Linked DNA regions of Mus musculus: all the other regions are linked to region 1. The links are chromatin contacts, called in public HiCAR-type and HiChIP or PLAC-seq maps. All regions are on one chromosome and are shown on one strand. Each heading gives the region's core, a stretch centred on a gene start, on an enhancer-like site or on the middle of the called end of the contact. The rest is flanking DNA. Distances are from core to core; before and after follow the strand shown. Region 1 has its middle 73 kb from the start of Gm25755. Region 2 holds the start of Ssr3 (signal sequence receptor, gamma). Region 3 has its middle 14 kb from the start of Gm34576.

The links. HiCAR-type assays count read pairs that join an accessible place to other places. HiChIP or PLAC-seq counts read pairs in DNA pulled down with a chosen protein or histone mark.
Region 2: a HiCAR-type map of fibro-adipogenic progenitors shows a contact between it and region 1, with 5 times the contacts expected there. The contact joins the promoter of Ssr3 here to the enhancer-like site in region 1. A contact is called at or near these places in 16 of 39 promoter capture datasets (the 3T3-L1 cell line, 3T3-L1-derived adipocytes, the C10 cell line and 9 more), 6 of 484 Hi-C or Micro-C datasets (DN2 thymocytes, bone marrow-derived macrophages, cochlea and 3 more), 11 of 115 datasets of contacts at active chromatin or transcription factors (bone marrow-derived macrophages, cardiomyocytes, craniofacial prominence and 8 more) and 3 of 9 other capture datasets (adipose tissue, embryonic stem cells and macrophages).
Region 3: a FOXA1 HiChIP or PLAC-seq map of pancreatic cancer cells shows a contact between it and region 1. The contact joins two enhancer-like sites. A contact is called at or near these places in 2 of 484 Hi-C or Micro-C datasets (embryonic stem cells and muscle stem cells) and 3 of 115 datasets of contacts at active chromatin or transcription factors (acute myeloid leukemia, bone marrow-derived macrophages and pancreatic cancer cells).

What each region holds. Positions count from the first base shown.
Region 1 is chr3:65,841,761-65,846,756 of GRCm38.p6, forward strand. No RefSeq gene overlaps it. Among named protein-coding and RNA genes, the nearest start is that of Gm25755, 73 kb to the left of the region's middle. Within about 2 kb of position 2,746, at least 65 of the 459 cell types and tissues checked have an H3K27ac peak or open chromatin away from gene starts, as enhancers often do. A contact at or near this core is called in embryonic fibroblasts, fibro-adipogenic progenitors, liver and 2 more, where this site is marked.
Region 2 is chr3:65,390,116-65,395,111 of GRCm38.p6, forward strand. It overlaps Ssr3 (signal sequence receptor, gamma), which reads right to left and starts at 2,438. Exons shown (of 5, transcript NM_026155.3): 1 at 2,290-2,438; 2 at 1,210-1,336. The coding sequence starts at 2,422. It also overlaps the pseudogene Gm5540.
Region 3 is chr3:65,433,297-65,438,292 of GRCm38.p6, forward strand. No RefSeq gene overlaps it. Among named protein-coding and RNA genes, the nearest start is that of Gm34576, 14 kb to the right of the region's middle. Within about 2 kb of position 2,300, at least 95 of the 459 cell types and tissues checked have an H3K27ac peak or open chromatin away from gene starts, as enhancers often do. A contact at or near this core is called in muscle stem cells and pancreatic cancer cells, where this site is marked.

The DNA.
Region 1 (4,996 bases), core at 1,496-3,995:
CTGATGCAGTCTTGTGAACACGCCAGGGCCATGGCTAATGCGCTCACAAACTCAGCAGACCTGTACAACATCAGGTTCCTCAGCTCATGAAGGGAGGGGAAACAATTGTCCTGCGAGACAATTCACAGTTAATGGAGACCGGAAGGCATGTCACTTTAGTGTTAAAACCACTGATAGTTCCCCAGAGTGAAAAACTAAACAAAAGCTCGCATCCACTCTCATTCGGGCAGCCCTATTTAAACACTGAGAGTCACACAGGAAGAAGTAAAGCAGAAGGGAACCTGTCGGGAAGATGGTTTCAGCAAGAGAAAGAAATAAGGCCCAGTTCATTATCTACGTGTGTGAGTCTGTCAAAAAAAAAAAAAAAAAGCTGGAGAGAGGGCTCAGTGGTTAAGATCTTTCTGCTCCTCCCGAAGGCCTGAATTCAGCTCCCAGCACCCACATCAAGTAGCTCACAATCACTTGTAATGCCAGTTCAAGGGTATCTAACACCCTCTCCTAACCTCCGCTCGCGCGCACACACACACACACACAATTTTAAAGAATATATATATGTATATACTTTAAATATATATATATGAATATATATGTATATACTTTAAATATATATATGTGTATATATATATATATATATATATATATATATATATATATATATATACTTTAAAAATAAAAGCAAACAAAGCAGTATACGGTTATGGGTATGTTCAATGGGTGTACATATGCTCTGTCAATCCCCACATTGGGGACAATAAAGAAAAAAAATAATGAAAACTGACAAGGGATATAACCATCACCACCTACCCAAAAGGAAAGCCAGGTCCTCTAAACTACAAAGTCACCTCCTAGCGCCATAACCTAAGGCATGAACTGCCCTTTTTCTATCTTCAGAGACCACACCACAGCCTTGGAATTGAACCAGCCAGCTGGGCTGGGTATTTCAATGTGACTGTCCTTGAAGTATTGCAGCACCCGTGTTTCCCATTTCCGAGAAGCTGGACATTGTTCTTGAACAGAAACACACTTGAAGCTACAGTGTAGATGCAGCAGAGATCACTGAAAACGTTGATGCATCTTTTGCTTGGCTTGGAGAGATATCAAGCATTCACTTGCCATCTGTAGATCAGTAATATTTTGATCTTTATTACTTTACGTGGCAATTGGGCAAGAAGCTCTATTGTCAGTCCCTACCTTTTCACATGCTGAATGCTGTTGCATCAGGACATGAGTTTCCCTTTTAAGCTTAGGCCTGTGATACTGAGCATATTGATTCTCCTTTATGAGCACAGACTGGAGTGAACTCTGTGCCCAATAGTGAAATGACTGCATTTAAAAAAAACAAGACAAAACAAACAAGAAAACCACTCAGAACTTCCTGCATCTGTTACTTTGTTGTGCTGGAGATAAACAGAATCTCCTTTATTAACCTCTGCACAATTTAAAAGGAATGAAAGCCCGAGTTTATCAAGTTCATGTTACTATCTTTATGTGCTGGCATTTGGCAATGTCTTCAGTCATTGTTTTTCATTATCGCTCTGGCTTTCAGAGCCTCCAGTGCAGTCACTTTGGCAAACTCGTGAATGCCAGCAGCCGTGTGAAGACAATGAGTGTCACTCTGTAATGTGACATGGGGAAATATTTTTCAATTTCCTAGCAGGTGCTGAGCTATGATTCTGACTCATAAAGGTGGTGATTATCTGTCTTTTCTGAAGTGAAGCAGCAGAGGGGAAAAAAGCATACTAAAACTAATGAAGAAAGCAAAAGTTGGGTCTGTTCTCTCTAGCTGGAGGATCTCTGGTCCTGGGAGTTGTTTTTCTCTCCTGTAAATGGATTGTTGTCTTGTGAAAGATAGCATCAGAGAGGATATTTGACTTTAGCAGGGACTGTTGGTGAACTGTATCCCTATACCTATGGACAATTCAAGAAAGATAAAAAGCATGAGGGCTTTATAGTGCTGAGTGTGGATGAAGCTTCTCGCAGACTGAAAAGAAATTCTTACCAGCTGCAGCACAAATACTGTTCAGAAAGGATTTTACATCAAGAGTTGTTTAACATCAGTATGCTTCATACAGGGAGGTCGCTGATCATATAGATGTGGTGTGTTAAGTAGAAACAGGAGTTGATTGATTCCTGTACAGCATGCATTGGTGATACAATGAATTAGACCCCATAATGGTTCTCCCTAGGTGTGGTGGAAGTGAAGGATAGGAGGGTGGTGGAGAAGGCTGATTTGACAGATGATATGAGAAGACCAGCTGACAGCAAAGGGAAGATGTTGCAGGATACATGTGCTTGAAGTATCAGAGGCCGGATACAGGACCAGAATATTTCCTCTATGCCTTCCTTCAGCATGGACATTATGTATCTCTATAAAATTTAGGAATCACAAACTTAAGAAATTATCTCTGAAGAGACAGCATTTATTTAAATGTCCTTGATCCATCCAGGGACCGGTAGCCTTATCAGTCAGTGGAGCCAAACTCCAGGCAGAGCTCAGGGAGTCATCTCCACAGCAAGGATTACAGCGGCCCCACCCATATCATCAGAGACATATAAAGGCGTCAGCAAAGTTCTCTTCCAATGGACTCATTTTTTCTCCAAAATTTGTTTCTTGCTTTCCAACTGCTTTGCTTAGTCTTCTGTAAGTAGATTTTGGGGTGTGGTCGCAGGAGGCCCGCCTGGAGGACTTCGGCGATGGAAGTGGGAGAGGCCCTATGAGTCTCACAGCAAGAATGAAGAGCCTCCTGCCTAAAGACGTTAGTCACTGGAAGTCATCCCTTTCTACCCACAGTGAGTCACAAGCCCCTCAGCCTCGCCTGTGGCGCAGAGGCTAAAGAACCAAAAACAGTTCATGCACATGTGAAACTACATTCGGGATGGACCATGACTGAAGGTCTGCTCCTGAGCTCAGCTTCCTCCAGCATCCTCGGGGGTGGGGTGGGGGTGTAGACCAAGCAGGAAAGTTCTTGCCCCTGTCCATCCTTCCCTCCCTTTGAACATCTTTCCCACACACTGCACACACCTTCCGACCACTGCAGCCAACAGTCTGCTTCTACCACCTGCATTTACAAGGCTTTTAACGTCTTCTGACCAGTCAGATATGCTGTTTATCCTCTCAGTTTCAACCACTGACTTCATTTAAGGTCATGTCCAAAAGGTGCTGTTTGCTACAGAGGGTCAAAAGTCACATTTTCTACTTTTTTTTCCCCTGTGAGTCTCACGCAGCAAATGCTCCTCTGTGTTCCTTTGACTTCCAAAGTTCTTGCTGGCCATAGTTTAACTGGATGCTTGCAGTCACACATCCACACGGTTCCCAAGCAGTGATTCTTAACCTTGTGAAAGTGCCAACGTTCTTTGAAATTGCAGTAGAAGGCAGGGCCTAGGCCCTCCTCAAGAGGACACATGTAAATATGTACAAGTGCTTCATGAAAATGCCAGGCTTCGCAGACCCTCTTGAAGCCTGTTCAGACAGTAACTCCAACCTAATGACCCCTGTTTAAACTCATTCTTCCAACTGTTCTGTGAGGTCATTGTATTGTGACCCATGGGAAAAACAAGGGCTGGTGAGTGGGACTCACCGCTGTCTGTGACTTGCCTGAAGTGGCTTCTGGCCAGGTTCCAAGTCTCCTCTGAAGCCTGTTTTGTGGACTTGTGTTTAGAAGAACAAAGCCAACACGGGAAGTACTTCTTCCAACAGGGTCTGCGTGTCAGAGCAGAGACTGGCATTCTTGGCGTTCTTGCCCATGTGATGATAGCTCCTGTCTGACTAAACCAACCTACAGAGTCCCACTTCGCCTCCTGAAGCAAGGTACCTTACCTAGGGTTAGAGAGACACATGTAAGAACAACAACCTCCTTGTTGTTGCAAATCTTTGACTTTCTCATGAGTAGTCCCCAGCTGTCTCCCCAAATCTGTCTGTACTGCCAGCTGGTCCATGAGGGTGCAGCCATACTGGGTCACTGTTGGGCAAGCAAGCTTTCTCTGTCAGCAGCCATGACTGTCATTCTCATGTCTTGACATAATGTGTTCCACACAAATCCTGGACCCTTTACTCAACTTTCCCCATGGATCTAAAGGCCTCTCTGTGTTCTAGCATGTGAATGATGTGTTGAGAAAGAGTCTCTGAAAGACATTGAGTGATGCTTTATGTAACAGCTCCAGTTTCAACTGTCAATACATGAGATTTGAAATGAAAATCTCCATGTAGCTGTTAATGCACAATGCCTCAGTCACTGCCTCAGAGATCCATCTTTTATTGCCTCACTGCAGGGGCAGGAGGGAAGGGGACAACTACCAATCCCATGGTTCCCCCAGACCCTGGACTGTGAGTTTACCACTGCCTCTTGGCCATCCTTGGGCTCAGCTCTCTGACATGACAAAGGATAATAGCGTCAAAGGAAATTGAGGAAGGTGGCTTTTTTCAAACACCATTTCCCATGTTTGAACAAATGTGTTTCATCACAACTCTGTCTGCTAGTAGGATGCTCTGTGGCTGACAGATGGCTTCAGCCAAGGAGACCTGGGTAATGACACTGGGAATTACCTCCCTGCACACCAGAACCATTTGTATCAGGGAATGCCACAGCACCAGGGCTCACAGCATCCTAGGAATGCACCTTCCATGCGTTTTCCTGAGTGAGTGGTTCCTGTACCACCATCCTCCATACCCTAATCCCATTAAGCCCAATCCTACTGCCTTCCTGGTGTCTCAAATGTGTTATTACACTATTTAAATATATATTTTTTCTATCATGAAAGTTAGTAAAGGTTCTGTGCTCTGGAGGCAAACGTTCCTAGTCCTACTGGTACAGTTCACCAGCAGTGAGGCCCCGAGGAATAAGTCAGAGGAAAAAGAGCTTTGTGAGCCAAAGGTCCTGGTTTGAAGGGTATGGAGAAGTTTCTCAAATGGTGCAGGAAAAGTGTTTCTGATATAAATATGACTCAAATGCACACAACACCATGGTTTATCTAAAATATATGTCTTTCATATCGGCTT
Region 2 (4,996 bases), core at 1,188-3,687, 450 kb before region 1:
ATCAAATAGCTTTAAGCAATGTGTGTCAGAGTACACTCTAAATTTTGTTTCAAGAGACCAGATGCAGACTGCTATATCAATCTAAACAAAACTAGTTTCTAGTCAAGTGTGGATACTGTGAGAAATTTTAAAACAGTAAATAGATGACAAATTTAAGATCGGAATACCTACTGCCTTTAAAAAATTACTTTAGAAGCTCAAGAGAAGGCTCAATAGTTAAGAGTACACATTGCTCTTGCAGAAGAGCTGAGTTCAGTTCCCAGCACCTCTATCAGGTGGCTCAGAACTATGTGCAATTCCAGTTCCAGAAATCTATCACTATCTTCTGGCCCCTCAGGCAAGAGACACACCAAACCACAGACACAAACACACAAGCGCAGTTCAAAAGTAAAAGAGTTAATTATTTTTAAAAAAAATAATAATACTTCAAAGAAAAACCTAAAAGGCCCTATTGAACAAATAAGGGAATAGCCTGCTACACCCTCCTGTTTTATTTTTAGGAAAGCAGAGTACACAAGTGCTTAAAACATAAAAATTTACTGAGGTAAAACTTAGGTTTTCCAGGCTGGAGATATGGCTTAGTGGTTAAAGAACACTAACTGCTCTTCTAGAGGTCCTGAGTTCCATTCCCAGCCACCAAATGGTGGCTCATAGAATATATGTAATGGGATCCAATGCTATCTTCTAGTGTGTCTGAAAACAGCTATAGTATACTCATATAAAAATTTTTTAAAAAGAAAGAACTTTGTGTAAAAAAAAAAAAAAACTTGGGTTTTCTTCTCCTAAAGCTAGTAAAATAATTCGTCTTATACGTGATCTTGAAATTCAAGAAATAGGGTTGTCTTCTACAGTGAATAGACTTACAAGATTAAAAAAAAAAAAAAAAAAAGTAACTGGCATTGAAAATGTCAGAGAATTTTTAATTTTTTGCTTCCAAAATTAGTAAATGGGCAGCCTAAAATAATTTCTAGAAAGAAATCCACTGAGTTTCGGAAACATTCATTGATTTAATAGACTTGTTTTTCTGACCAAACCATCAATTGAAGACTGGGAATGAATATTCAAACTCCACCCTCAAAACCTATTTCCACAGAAGTGTCATATGGTTCACGATTAACTACATACACATTTCAAACTAATGCTTATAAATCATGTTTAAGACCCCCTAACATAAAATATGCAGACTGGGGTTGGGTTTAGGGTACTTACTTGTGCTTCAGAACAAATTTTACATTCTTGTACGCGAAGGCTACTAAGTAAGTGCTTACTAAGGTCATCACACTGTAGAGCACAGCAGACTGGATGAGATCCATATGCCATATTCTCCAATACAACCCTGAGATAAGACAAAAGCAAGGGACACACAACATCACTGCCCCATTGCACATGCCAGACTACAGCTAAGCCAGGTAAATGAGAGTCAGTAAATCCCACCCAGTATCCGAAAAACTTCACTAGAGGTGAGATAGACAATAAACTGGGTTTGTCCCAGTTCAGGGCTTTCCCAGTACAGAAAGGTAGGCTGTGGGGATATTGCTAGTCTAGAAATTTCATCTTCTAACTTGAGAACAAACTGGGAGTGGGGATTACAAATAATAACAATTTCACTCATGGAATACTAGGAAGTTAAAACACGGGCCATTTTAAATCAACCGCTGTCCCAAAACTTTGGTTAACTTGCTGACGTGGCTGCTCACTGAAATCCAAACAATGCTTTGTCGGGCCAGTGAACCCAGGGGGCTCCACACCACATTCACTGCAAGCTGAGCTTTTTACAAGGCCAAAATAACAAAGAACTTTTTTTGGACATGATTGGCCTGCAGCACTGCGGCAGTGCGGGTCAGGAGACAGGAAACTCGGAAAACCTGGACTTGGAGACAGTTTTGGCCTTCAAGTGGGCAGTTTCTCATTCAATCGAGAAGGCTCGAGCTGCTCTCTAGGAGTTATTGAAATCCTAAACAAGGCTGATCGCGGACCTCGGGCAAGGCCTAACTTGGCATTCTGCACGTCCAAAGGATGCTCGGGAGTAAGGGGAGGTTTGCCACGGGTCACGCTGCTAATTCAGTGAAGGTTTATCAGTGGCTCCCCCGCCCGGTTCATTAAAGACATCCTAGTGTCCAACAGTGGTGAGGAGAAGGGCAGTGTACCAAAAAGAGATTCCGGGCCAGAACCCGCGCCCGGCTCAGAAGCACGCCGCGAGTGACTTCCCGAGGACGCTGCTCCGGACACTAGGCCTCCCCGCCGCGCCCGCCACGTCCCCGCCGCCACCGCCGCCCGCCCGAAGCTCACAGATGGGGATGGCAGACACGATGAACGCGTTCCCGAAGAACAGCGCCGACGATTTGGCCGACAGGTTGCGGCTGAAATCCTGAAGGAGCAGGTCCTCCTCGGACTGCTGCTTGGAGCCGCCTTTGGGAGCCATGGCCGAGCTGAAGACTGGAGGCCGGGAGCAGGGAGGCAGGGAAGGTTCAGAAGGCCGCGTATCCGCCCGCGACCCGTCAGCGCAACGCGGAGGCGGGACTCCGCAGGGTACGCTGCTTCGGGATTGGCCATCTTGCCGTCGTTTCACAAGCGTCGAGGTACGATTGGGCATGCGAACAAGACTTCCGCATCCTTCAGGGTACGTGGCGCCTCAATGCCACAAAGAATGAAGGGATTTGTAGTTTAGTGTGTAGTTTAGAGCTGCTCTCTAACTCGCCTGCCTCAGTCTCCAGAGACAGGCTTGGATAATCGAAATGAGCAACCATACAAGCAGTACTGTTTTAACTAACTAACCAGCTAGCTAACGAACTAACTAACGTTATTGGTATTTCATTCCACATGTGCACTTTATATTTCTTTTTAAATTTATTACATTGATTGAACAATTGGCTCATTGGTTGATTGATGATTAGTTGATTGATTGATTGGTTGGAGGGCCGTGCCACAACGTTGTCAGAACACAACTTGAGGAAGTTAGTTGTCTACTTTTACTTTCTGGGTCCCAGAGATTGAACCAAATTGTCACGTTTGTGTCTTTACCCTCTGAGCCATCTGCATGGTTTAATTTATTATTATTATTATTATTATTATTATTATTATTATTATTACTATTACATCATTTTAATCAACAAAGCCTCTTAGCCTCTAAAAGACTCTCTCATTACAGTCTTTAGAATTGGAAAATAAAAAAACTCTTGTGGAGTTTTACTCCTGGCCCAGACCCGCGGCGGAAGCGAGCCATGGCTGTCTATCACGGGATGCTGCGCTTCGGGAGGCTGTGTATCGCGAGCCTGGGGGCGCGGGGCCCCCGGACGCTGCTCACTCGCCCTCGGCCGAACTCGAAGTTGCAGAGTGTCCGCGCTCTCAGTTCTGGAATGGTGAACTGCACCAACCCCTTGCCCATTGGAGGCCTCAGCTACATTCAGGGCCACACCGACTCCCATCTTGTGAACACAACTGTGGGCGAGTGCCTTGACGCCACAGCGCAGAGGTTCCCCGACAGAGAGGCTTTGGTTATCCTCCATGAAAACATCAGGCTGAACTTTGCGCAGCTCAAGGAGGAGGTGGACAAAGCTGCTTCTGGTCTTCTGAGCATTGGCCTCCGCAAGGGTGACCGGCTGGGCATGCAGGGACCCAACTCCTATGCCTGGGTACTTATTCAGCTGGCTACTGCCCAGGCAGGCATCATCCTGGTGTCTGTGAACCCAGCCTACCAGTCCTCAGAACTGGAATATGTCCTCAGAAAGGTAGGCTGCAAAGGTATTGTGTTTCCCAAACAATTCAAGACCCAGCAGTACTACGACATCCTGAAGCAGGTCTGTCCTGAGCTGGAAAAGGCTCAGCCAGGGGCCTTGAAGAGTGAGAGACTCCCAGACCTGACTACAGTCATCTCCGTGGATGCCCCTCTGCCGGGGACCCTGCTCCTGGATAACATCGTGGCAGCCGGTGGCAAGGAACAGAACCTAGCCCAGCTGCGGTACAACCAGCGGTTCTTGTCCTGCTACGACCCCATCAACATCCAGTTCACCTCGGGGACAACTGGAAACCCCAAGGGGGCCACTCTTTCCCACCACAACATCGTAAACAACTCCATGCTGATAGGCCAGCGTCTGAAGATGCCCACAAAGACTGCAGAGGAGTTGCGCGTGGTCCTGCCCAGTCCCCTGTACCACTGCCTGGGCTCCGTGGGGGGCACAATGGTGTCTATGATGCATGGTGCCACTCTCCTCCTGTCTTTTCCAAGCTTCAATGGCAAGAAGGCATTGGAAGCCATCAGCAGAGAGAAAGGCACCCTCCTGTATGGCACACCCACGATGTTTGTGGATATTCTGAATCAGCCAGACTTCTCCAGTTATGATTTCACAAGCATTCGTGGAGGTGTGATTGCTGGGTCCCCAGCACCCCCGGAATTGATTCGAGCCATCATCAACAAGATGAACATGAAGGAGCTGGTGGTTGTTTATGGAACCACAGAGAACAGTCCCGTGACCTTCATGAACTTTCCCGAGGACACCCTGGAGCAGAAGGCTGGAAGTGTGGGCAGAATTATGCCTCACACGAAGGCCCAGATTGTGAATGTGGAGACGGGTGAGCTGACCAACCTGAACGTGCCTGGGGAGCTGTATATCCGAGGGTACTGCGTCATGCAGGGCTACTGGGGTGAGCCACAGAAGACCTTCGAGACGGTCGGACAAGACAAGTGGTATCGGACAGGAGACATTGCTTCGATGGATGAACAAGGCTTCTGCAAGATCGTCGGCCGATCAAAGGATATGATCATCCGTGGCGGTGAGAACATCTACCCTGCAGAGCTGGAGGACTTCTTCCTCAAGCACCCACAGGTGCAGGAAGCGCAGGTGGTTGGGGTGAAGGACAAGCGGATGGGGGAGGAAATCTGTGCTTGCATTCCGCTGAAGAGCGGAGAGACCACCACGGCGGAGGAGATCAAAGCTTTCTGCAAAGGGAAGATTTCCCACTTTAAGATTCCCCGATACATCGTGTTTGTTGAAGGCTA
Region 3 (4,996 bases), core at 1,050-3,549, 410 kb before region 1:
CGTCTGGGTGGGTGCCTTGAACAGACCTTGGGCTCGAAATTCACAGTCAGTCCCACTCCCAAGTGCTCTAACACACCTAGGATCACAGGATCTCAGGAGCTTGGTCACACCAGGATCTCAGGATCCCAGAGGTAGCTTGACTCCCAGGAACTCTGACATACCCAAGATCTCAGGATCACAAGATCCCTGAATCACAGAACCACAGAGGCAGCTGGACTCTGAGGAGTTCTGACACAACCAGGATCACAGGAAGGACAAGGAAGAAATAAAGAAAGAAATTAAAGGCTTTTTAGAATTTAATGAAAATGAAAGACACGTATACCAAACTTATGTGACACAATGAAAGCAGTGGTGAGAGGAAACTCATAGCTCTAAGTGCCTCCAAAAAGAACCCGGAGAGAGCTTACACTAGCAGCTTGACAGCACACCTGAAAGCTCTAGAACAAAAAGAAGTAAATGTACCCAAGAGGGGCAGGAAATAATCAAACTCAAGGCTGAAATCAATCAAATAGAAACAAAAAGAACTAAACAAAGAATCAACAAAACCAGCAGCTGGTTCTTCGAGAAAAACAACAAGATAGATAAACCCTTAGCCAGACTAACCAGACGGCACAGAGATAGTATCCAAATTAATAAAACCAGACATGAAAAGAGAGACATAACAATGGACATCGTGGAAATTCAAAAAATCATCAGATCCCTCTATAAAAGCTTATAATCAACAAAATTGGAAAATCTGAATGAGATGGACAATTTTCTAGACAGATACTAGGTGCCAAAGTTAAAACAGGATCAGATAAGCCATCTAAACAGCCCCATAACCCCTAAAGAAATAGAAGCTGTCATTAGTAGTCTCCCAACCAAAAAAAGCCCAGGACCAGATGGGTTTAGTAGAGAATTCTATCAGACCTTTAAAGAAGACCTAATACCAATACTCTTCAAACTATTCCACAAAATAGAAACAGAAGGTACACTATCCAATTCATTCTATGAAGCCACAATTACATTGATACCTAAACCACACAAAGGCTAAACAAAGAAAAAGAACTTCAGACCAATTTTCCTTATGAAAATCATCATAGAAGCAGGTGGAGGGGGGATGTGACAGGGGGGTTCCAGGAGGGGGTGAAACCAGGAAAGAGGATAACATTTGAAATGTAAATAAAGAAAATATCCAATAAAAATGTTAATTTCACATTTAAAAAAAAATTAAAATGAAAACTCTCAGCTAAGGTTCCAGTTGCCTGACTGCTGACATGTTCCCGGCCATGATGGTTATAGACTAGACTCTAAAGCTGTAAGCAAGCCCCTAAATAAAATGCTTTCTTTTATGTATTTCCTTTGTTGTGGTGTGTCTTTACAATAGTAAGACAGTGATCGAGACAGTTAGGAAGCCCAGTTAGAACACACTGAGATATATTGCTAAGCAACTTTCCAGACTCGGGATGTGTTGCCACCCATTAGCACTGTATGCAAGTTCTAGCTCCTCCACTGCCTTGCAATATGTGGTACTGGTCAGGCTTTTAATTTTAGCCATTTTGTGATGTGTAACAGAATCTCATGGTACTTTCCCTGGTGATTAATAACCATGAACATCTTTTAAAAACTTCCAATAATTGTGTTTGGGGATTTTTTTTTTATCTAAAGTCAGCTTTTAGGCAGGTGACTGAAATGATTAGTCATTTAAATAAATCTCTTTCAAGTTGCTCTGCGGAGAATTGGCTGTGTGGAACATGACAGAAGCCACGGCAGGAGATAGACTTGGACTGCGGTAAAGGAGTTAAAGAGACAAAGGTACTAAAGGCATTTTGGAGGAAGCCTACAGAGCGGAGCGCGCACCCACCGACTGGCTGTGGGAGAGAAGAGGAGGAGTCAAAGATGACCTGATCAGGCAAACCAATGGTGTGGTGCGTTCACCACTGGGTAGAAACCCAGAGTGGGTTCGTTGAGTTAGCAGGAAAGTAATCGGATATGAGAGACTGAATCATACCCTAGCGAACTGTGCCAAGCCCAAAATAAAGCATAAAAAATAAATTCTAGTCACAAACTGTGTTCAAAGAAACCACTGGGCACTCAGAAAACCACAATGGCTTTGACTAACTTCCCTACCTTCCAAGTGAACCGAGTGGCACGGAGCAGTCAGACTTGGTTTCTTTTAGCATGGGCGGTGCCAGGTTTTGTTTTGTCTTGTTTGTTCTTCAAAGAATAAGTCTGTCTCTACACAAAGAAATGAAAAGTCCTAAAATTTAAAATTAGATTAGTTTGGAAATTACTGGCATTTTTCTTCTCGTGTGAGGTCGCTCTGCCCTTGCAGGCCAGTGCTGGGCAAATGACACATTTCTTCCCCAGCCCACACTTGCTTGTTTTCATGCACGGCACAGCAAAATTCCCACATTTCAAACATGTGGCCCACGTGGTAAATACTTTAATCCTCATTTAAAACTTTGACTCTTTTTATACTTTGAATTGTGTTATTATATAAAAGGTAGCATGCCAGAGAGCTGGCTTACTGGGGCATTTCTATATAGGAAACAAAATTCCACCCTTGCAGAAATAATAAGCTGACTCTTCAAGTTGCTACAGTGTTTGACTGCCTGCTGTTTTGGTTTGTATAGTGCTTTTCAGTTCTCAACCCAGTGATAACACTACAGAAAAGAACTTCGTAGTTAATAACAGCTTACTATAGATAGTCCCAGTGCAAAACACCAATCCCATGAGCTATGCACTATTATTATCTCTACTGGACATATCAGAAAACCAACTTCAGTAGCTGGCCCAGGATCACTTGACTGGGAAGCATCAGGGTCAAGATCAAAACCTCGGTTTATCTCAAAACTGAAAACTGAAGCTCTTAATGGTTTCCTAGCCAAAAGAGGGCAGGGTAAAATTAAGTGTGTATTCAGGAGCCAGGCATTCAGCCGACTTGCTGTGTGGCCTTGGATAGTTTCCTCCGGGAACCTCCAAAGTCCGTTAGTTTAGACTGGTACTTTCCTTCCTGCCATGGTTCCTATCTCGCTGAGTACTATAAGAATTAATTGGAATTAATTAGAAACATGGCTATATTCTGCTCTGAAAATGTTATCTATCACTGTGTGGAAGTTGCTTTGTTGCAATATAACCCACATCCCATACATTTGCAGAATTATAATTAGCCATTGCTAATTTACTCTCTCGTTTTTTCTACATCCCAGGGCTTTGTGCAAGGCAGGGCTGGGGCAAGTGACAGGTTCCTTTTCCCATCCCACACTTTGCTTATTTACACGCATTGCAAAGCAAAATTTCCACATTTCAAACATGTAGCCCACATGGTAAATACTTATGTTAGTGCCCTGCCACGGAGCTATATACCCCAGCCCAGTTTCAGAAAACCCTTGTGATAGCTATTCATAGTTGTCAATTCAACACAGCTGGGAAGAGAGAACCTCAACTGAAGAATCACCTGTACCAGACTGGCCTAGAATATGTCTGTGGGGCATGTTGTTGATTATTATAGTAAAGTCTAGCCCACAGTGGGGGGTGCCATCCCTGGCCTAGTTAGCCTGGACTTTATGAGAAAGCTAGATGAACAAGCCAGCAAGCAGCAGTCACCCACGGCCTCTGCTTTAATTCCTGCCTCTATGTTTGTGCCATACAACTTTATGTCAACTTGACACAATCTAAAATCAGCTGAGAGGAGGGAACCGAAACTGAGAAAAGGCCTCCATAAGATTGGCCTAGAGGCAAGCCTGTAAGCATTATCCCAACTAGCGATTAATGTGGGAGGCTTAAGTCCATTGTGAATGGTGCCATCTTTGAGCTGGACACACTTGACTTCTATAAGAAAGCGGGCTGAGCAAGTCATAGGGAGCAAGCCAGTAAGCAGCACCCTCCATGGCCTCTGCATCAGCTCCTGCCTCCAGGTTCCTGCCCTGCTTGAGTTCCTGTCCTCACTGCTTTTGATGGTGAACTGATATATGGAACTGTGAATGAAGTAAACCTTTTGCTTCATGAGTTTCTCTTGGTCATGGGGTTTCACAGCAGCAACAGTAACCCTAGCTGAGATGATGTTTCTGCCTTACACTCCTTCCTGGGCTTCCTGAGAGATGGACTCTAACCTGGAAGCAGAAATAACCCTTTCCTTCCCACTGCTTTGCCTAATGGTATTTTCCACAGGAACCAGAACCAAGCTTGAACAATTTCCCTAGTACAGAAAAAGAGACTTAGTATCTACTGACACTCTCTTCCTCCCCCCAACCCTCTCACACATGCCCATTGGCTTTCATGTCTGTTACGATCTCTAGGCATTTGACATCTATAGAATCATGGAACATGGTACCTATTGTTGCTGACTCATTTGGCCTAACATTTCCAAGTTCATCCATATTGTAGCATATAGAACTATTTCGCTTCTTTCATTGTTGTTTACATTTGGCTTTTCTTTGGGGTGGAGTTATTTGTCAGCTAGTTTTTTATTTTGAAACAGAGTTTATGTATCACTGGCTGACCTGGACACTCAAAGAAGATTGGCCTGGAACTTGCAACAGTCCTGCCACCTCTGCCTCCTGAATACCGGAATTACAGCTATATGCCATCAGAGTAGACTTCGACATTTCATCTCTCTCTCTGTCTCTCTGTCTCTCTGTCTCTCTCTCTCTCTCTCTCTCTCTCTCTCTTTGTTGTTATTTTAAATTTTTTTTAATTAGGTATTTTCTTCATTTACATTTCAAATGCTATCCCAAAAGTCCTCCATACCCTCCCCCTCCCACTCCTCTACCCACCCACTCTCACTTCTTGGCCCTGGAGTTCCCCTGTACTGGGGCATATAAAGTTTGCAAGACCAAGGGGTCTCTCTTCCCAATGATGGCCGACTAGGCCATCTTCTGCTACATATGCAGCTAGAGACACAAGCTCTAGGGGTACTGGTTAGTTCATACTGTTGATCCACCTATAGAGTATCGCCAAATAATGTTGCATTGTGGAGGTCTACTACAATCTCTTTGTTCATTCATCAGTCCAT